Linked DNA regions of Capsicum annuum: region 1 is linked to region 2. Evidence: chromatin contacts called from public Hi-C data. All regions are on one chromosome and are shown on one strand. Each heading gives the region's core, a stretch centred on a gene start, on an enhancer-like site or on the middle of the called end of the contact. The rest is flanking DNA. Distances are from core to core; before and after follow the strand shown. Region 1 overlaps LOC107842389 (OVARIAN TUMOR DOMAIN-containing deubiquitinating enzyme 4). Region 2 overlaps LOC107842388.

What was found. Hi-C and Micro-C count contacts between places; a contact is called where the count stands out from the background.
Region 1: a contact with region 2 is called in a Hi-C map of leaf, with 3 times the contacts expected there. The contact joins two enhancer-like sites. A contact is called at or near these places in 3 of 5 Hi-C or Micro-C datasets (leaf and placenta).

What each region holds. Positions count from the first base shown.
Region 1 is chr9:169,691,556-169,694,845 of UCD10Xv1.1, forward strand. It overlaps LOC107842389 (OVARIAN TUMOR DOMAIN-containing deubiquitinating enzyme 4), which reads left to right. Exons shown (of 7, transcript XM_016686210.2): 7 at 1,752-2,207. The coding sequence ends at 1,923. Among protein-coding and RNA genes, the nearest start is that of LOC107842389, 11 kb to the left of the region's middle. Within about 2 kb of position 1,791, at least 3 of the 5 cell types and tissues checked have an H3K27ac peak or open chromatin away from gene starts, as enhancers often do. A contact at or near this core is called in leaf, where this site is marked.
Region 2 is chr9:169,526,546-169,529,754 of UCD10Xv1.1, forward strand. It overlaps LOC107842388, which reads right to left. Exons shown (of 16, transcript XR_007045148.1): 12 at 1-2,018. Among protein-coding and RNA genes, the nearest start is that of LOC107842388, 19 kb to the right of the region's middle. Within about 2 kb of position 1,871, at least 3 of the 5 cell types and tissues checked have an H3K27ac peak or open chromatin away from gene starts, as enhancers often do. A contact at or near this core is called in leaf, where this site is marked.

The DNA of each region.
Region 1 (3,290 bases), core at 541-3,040, 160 kb after region 2:
AAAATCGTGTATCATATTTGTCTAAGTACCGTTTAGTAGTCTTTGCTCAAACATACTTCATAAATCAAAGTATCGATAGTCGAAGTATGATCATGTTCTTGTATCATAATAAAATAGTGTTTTTCTTTTTCCAATAGTCTCTTTATCTCAAGGTATTTCCTTCGGCTTGTGTTTATAACTATGGGAATACATGCTCTGCTGACCTGATCAGGTACGGCTATCGTATCCACTACCCATAAAAGGTAATGCAATACAAACTTATACACTTTCCACTATGGGCTACACGTGTAACACTTTTCAGTGCTGCCCCCTTTCGGGCAAGCCATACCATCTTAGGTCTCTTTTATTTCCTCCTTAAGCTTTTCCCAATGCAACTTCGTTTAGGTTATAAACACCTACATTGTAACCCTAATCAATCTTTATATCAGTCTATGTGACGACAATCCAATACTCATGGTAGAATTCAAGTTAAATGCTGAGTTAGGTTTCGTTTCACCTTTGGTTTAAAATTCTTGTTGGTGATGAAACCTTTTCAAATCCTTATCCCAATTCCTTCTAGTTTCGAAATGCGTCCTACTATGTGTATTCATGGATTAGGATTAAGGATTAAATATGTGTATGCATGGATTAGGATCGAGGTATAGATAATTGTAGTGCAAAACTGTGTGAAAGTACTAAGGAATTCTCCAATTTTTTGCTGTCTAGGGCTGTTGCACTGAATTGTTTGCCGAGTCCATTGTGTTGCACTGGATGAGGGGACTTTGAAACTCTGTGAAGTTTCGCTCCCATGCAGTGCGCGCTGGCTAGTGATCCACTTTTAGTGCTTCGCACTGGTTGCTGTCAGCCTGCACGACTTCAGTAAAACGGCTGTCTAGAAGACACCAAATGAAAACCGCTTGAACCGTTGCAGACAATGTTTTAAGGATTACTACTTTGTTTCAAGAGTCATGTCCGAGTTCTTACTAGATTAAGAGTTGTGCATCTTTGAGATTGGGTGGTCTTCACTTGTTAGCATAAGCATCTTTGAGATTGGGTGGTCCTCAGTTGTTAGCATAAGCATTTTGTCCCAACTTCTCTTGTTTCTGTGAGGTCGGTGTATTAATTTTTATTTTGGAAATGCACCTTTTTTGTTGCACCTTAACCAGAAGAGGTGCGAGTATCAGATAAGAGTTCATTTCCTGTTGTTGTTGGATGCATTTAACTATTTAAGCTAGTGTCTGAGAAATGGACTGCAAATAGGAGCTACAGCACCACTAACAAAGAAAAGCTGCGATAATGAGGTGGCGGAAACTATAAGAATTTAGGTTAGTTGAACGAGCAGAAAGAAGAGTTCATGGGTGGAGGGATACCGTTTCAGTCTCAGGAACAATAGCTGGATTGGGCGAGGTAGTTGCTTTAAAGTTTTCCAAAATTTTCATATTATTACAACGTGCGTCTCCAGACCTGACTTCGTGGGAACTTTGTGGGAATATATGGGGTATGTTGTTGTTGTTGTAACTTGTGTCTATATGTTGATAATCTCAATCTCGTTAGTTTTTCTGTATTACACCAGATGAATATTCTCTTTATCTTCTTGAATATATGGATTTATGTGGCTATATGGTGCACATTACGATAGAAGTGGAAAAGTTGATGATGCTGCATTCGATCTATATCAGTTAGAGTAGATCACCAGACCACTCGGTTATTATAGCCTCACCATGGTACGTGAGATTTATGCACTTACGAGATTGTACTGTTGACTTCTGCAGGATGCCAATTAGTGTTTACATGTATGACCAGGACGCAAGTGGCCTAATTTCTATTGCTGAATATGGGCAAGAATATGGCAAGGACAATCCTATTAAGGTTCTCTATCACGGATTTGGTCATTATGATGCATTGCACATTCCCGGGAAGAAAGGACCAAGATCAAAACTTTAAATTGCATTCTGATCATGAAGGTTTATCATGGAGAAGAAGAGGCAATGCACATGCTTTTGAACTATGCATTATTTAGAATGTAACAAATAGGCTGAATGTGAATAGCCTACATATGGGGCCCTAAATATATGCTCTCTTTGAATTGTTAGGAGTTTGGTTCTTCCCCTCATCATGATGTAATCTTTACCATCTTTTCTTTTCATTTCTCTGTTAAGTCGAATTCTGAAGTATTGTTTGATGATGCTTTGCAAATGAATGTACCCTTTTCTTTTTCTATGGATAAAGTAACTTGTTAAGATTTTTTCCTTCTCGCGCGGTGTTCGGTAACAACTTTGGGTCCCAATAAATCTAAAGGATTTAGATATTTTATCTATTCAACCGTATGTTTTGGAACCTGTTTGGCTAAAAGATTTTGGAAACCACCAACCGAAATTGTTTTTTTGGGGTCAAATATCTATTTGGCCATGGACATTATCTAGTTTTTGGGAGATCAGTTTTCAAATTCAAGGTGTTCTTCAAATGTGGTAGATAATAAAATTCATGCTGATAAATAACTAGGATATGAAAATTTGTAATGATTGTGGTATTTGATTTCAAATAGATTTGTCTTTTTAAATATAAATTCAAGAGGTTTTGAACTTATTTTTTAATCTTGATGGACTTGATTTTGATTTGTAATTCAATTCAAGGGGTTTCGAGCTTGATGATGAATGTTAATGAACTTGATCTTGATATGTACCTGAATTCGAAAGCTTTCGAATATAGATTCAAGAGGTTTTGAACTTATTTTTGAATCTTGATGGATTTGATCTTGATTTATAATTGAATTCAAAGGGTTTTGAGTTTGATCTTGAACGCCTGAATTTAAAAGCTTGAAGCTTAATCTTGAATTTGGTAGTCTTGATATTGACTTGTATTTGAACTTGGTTGCTCGAACTTATAAGTTCTAAAGAAATCTGTAGCATTTGATCCACTAACTCTCTTTGGCATCTTGTTAGAATTTTCGTGTCTTATCTGAATTATGAAAACCTCTATTTATAGTTGTAGTATGAGAGAGTTGAGATAAAGACGAATTCTTTTCGGCCAACCAAATTTAAGTGACATAACTATACTAATTGGTCAAAACACGTTATTTGTACACATGACGCATTTCCATTGGCTTTTGATTTAACTAGACATGATGTCATTATGATAAATGGCATGATCTTATAACCACCTTCGTTTGACTTGACATGTCACATCATTTGATATGTGGCACTAAAATAATTAAGTCTTTAGAATAAAATGACAACTTATCAAAGTAGATTCATTATTTGAAGCCCAAATCAATGGACTAATCTAATGAAATTTGACTTTAATTATGGGGA
Region 2 (3,209 bases), core at 621-3,120:
ATAAAACTTTTCCAAAGACTGTCTGCTTATAGCAACCCTGGAAGTGGCCTGGACCTCACCTTGCTCAGAGATCAGCCACTCTACCAATGAAGATTTTGTAGTGAAAAAGAATCCCTTACACCGTGACACCAAAATCAGAAAGCGTTCAACAAGAGACAAGAAACAACCAGGGGAGATATAGTCACCTAGTCTGATCCAGTTCACATCATAGGTATCTTGTAATGCTTCATAGAATTTCTCAACTAATGTTAACTCCAAAGCTTCACTTGGAATATTACCTATAGTTCCACTGCTTGATGAAAAAACTTCCGGAGACTCAGAATTTTTGCTTCCACAAGCATTGCCTGATTGAGATTCTTCCGGCTTTGTCATTCTAATGAAGTTGAGAATTTTCATGAATGATTTCCATGATTCTGTCGGAACTCTTCCAACAATTTCCTCGTACAACTCTTCAGATAGTTTTCCAGAGGCAAGCCATACGACCATTACCCTTCCAATCTGTCCATAGCTCAGAATACCTCTGGTTTTAATATCTTGATGGATGAATTCTTGCAACACGTCACGGGAAAGTTCAGTTCTCCTGAGAGAAATCATATTCTCCATCAATGATAGTCGGGGGTCAAGGGGGAAGGCTTTCTCAAAGTACTTTGTAGATAAGGACAAGAAATGCCGTATTCTCCACTCAAAACTCTTAGAATCAAGGTCCTTGGACTCACTTAAAAATTTTGCTACCTCATATATATTTAGAAGACACATGCTTTGCCGGAAAAGAGACACTGAAGTTGCAGCCAACTTATAGATGGAGTCAAGAGTATCCAAAACCTTCAAACCAACAAAAAGTAATTCGGTATGCCAGTGATGTCGAGCGGCATAAATAAAATGCCGAGCATCAATAAATACCATCTTTTTGCACCGTCTGATGAAACTTTGGTGAATGTTTTTAACCCATTCAGCATCAGGATGCAACAGTGTGTATGTAACATTGAGATCATTCAGGTGCTGCCTAGCACCAAAGTAATTTAGGCAGAAATTACAATAGCCTTTATATTCACCAAAGTCTTCTACGTCAAGCCCTTGAAGAGATTCAAGAAGATCAAAGATAGTCTTCTTCCACAAATTCCAAAAGTAAAGCAGTGTTCTGACACTAACTTGGCTGCAAATAACCAATTCTTCGGAACACTGTATATTAGCTGATAAACTATCATCCCAAATATACTTTGCAGCATTATTTTCAAAATGAACATCCAATATTTTTCTAGAGCACAACATTTCACTGATTATACTTTCACATTTCTGAGATGCAATGAAAATGTGCTTCAAGCCAGACCAGTCACTTGACTCATTTGATAAAACTTTAACCAATGTGCATGTGGTTTCAAAGTTGGATCCAAGCCCCGCAAATGACATGGCCTTTTCCAAGAGTTCCTTCTTTTGGGGGAATGACTTCAGAGGCCAACCTTTACCTCCAGAGAACCATAGGGAGTTGGAGAGAACATAAAGAAGAACGAGAGAAGATGCTTTGTCAGAATACCCAGCCTTTCCTGTTATATCCGCTTCACGAAGAATATCACCTTCCAGCCGTGCAATTTCTGCAGCTTCTGGGAAGTTTCCCAATTCTTCTTCTAACAACAGCAGCTCATCAAGGCACCCTACAGATTTCAAGAAATTGCGTGTCATGACAATTGAAGGGAATGCTTTCACAAATTTCATCATGGAGCCTCTGTCATTGAGCTCAAAATAATTTAAAGCGCAATTTCCCAGGAACTCCTCCTCAATTTTGTCAATTTCACTTGCTCTTTTCCCCAATGTACTACACTGAGCAGCATCGTGCTTCCAGTACTCAACATACTGTAAACCCAAGCCAAAACATCTTCCTTTGGTGCAAACTGATAAGCACTCAGAGAAATGATTGCCTTTAGCATAAACTCTTGCAGCCTGCTCATAGCATCCAGCCAGTGCAAAACACTCGGCAGCTTTTACCAGTTCAGATTTTCCACACTTCTCCAAATAAATTTGTCCTGCAGATATGTTTAGCAGGTTAAAACATCAAAAAACGAAAATTTGTAGAGTAAAATTTAAATTAGGGATAAAATTATCAAAAAAATTTAATGCAAAGACTATCAAAATCATACATTCTCTCTCATACATACATACATACATACATACATACATACATATATATATATATATATATATATAAATATATATATCAAACCCATATAAAAATTCAAATCTACCAAAATGAGCGAAAATTTGTAAAGTAATTAAAATTTAAATTAGGAATAAAATTGTCAAAAAAATTTAATGTAACGACTATAAAAATCTAGCGTTCTCTCTTAATATAGTAGTAAAGTTATATATACACACACACACATATATACATATATATATAAATATCAAACCCATATAATTGTTCAAATTTACCAAAATGAGCGAAAATTTGTGAAGTAATTAAAATTTAAATTAGGAATAAATTATCAAAAAAATTTAATGTAAGGACTATCAAAATCTCGCGTTCTCTCTTATATATAGTAGTAAAGTTATATATATATAAAGTGATAATAACAGGATTTGGAGGGTAATTTTGTCATTTTACGACTTTATCCCAAGTTAAAATATGGTGGGATTATTTATACAACCCCTTAGATGGGATAAGTTATCCTGGTATTATTTGTTAATCCCGACATAAGTTATTTCGAATTTAGCAACCAAACATAGTATCAAAAAAATTATCCCACGACTATTATTTTATCCCAGGATTATATATTTTAATACCTAACACCAAACGACCCCTAAATGTGTTCATGGTAACACTTTGAAAATGTTACCTTCAGTGATGTCATTGATGACATCTATTGAGACAGTTTTTTTGCCTATAAAAAGAGCTCATCAGCTCCTTGTTTTGACACACCAAAACAAAGAATGAAGAGAAAAAAATAGTGAGGCATCACAGAGAGTCTAGTTTGTGAGGGAAAAATAGAGTGTGTGATTGATATTGTAGTGAGGTGGAAAAATCAAAAGAGAGCTATTTATTTTGAGTGTGTTGTAGTCTTCAGAGTATTTTACTCAAACCAGAAGTGTAAAATTTCTAACTATAGTGATATCAGTTGCTTCTATAGGCCAGTGGTTTTTTCGCTTACTGGTTTCCATGTAAAGTTCTTTGTGTCATTATCGCTCTTGTTGTTCTTGATAATTAACCGCATTATTGT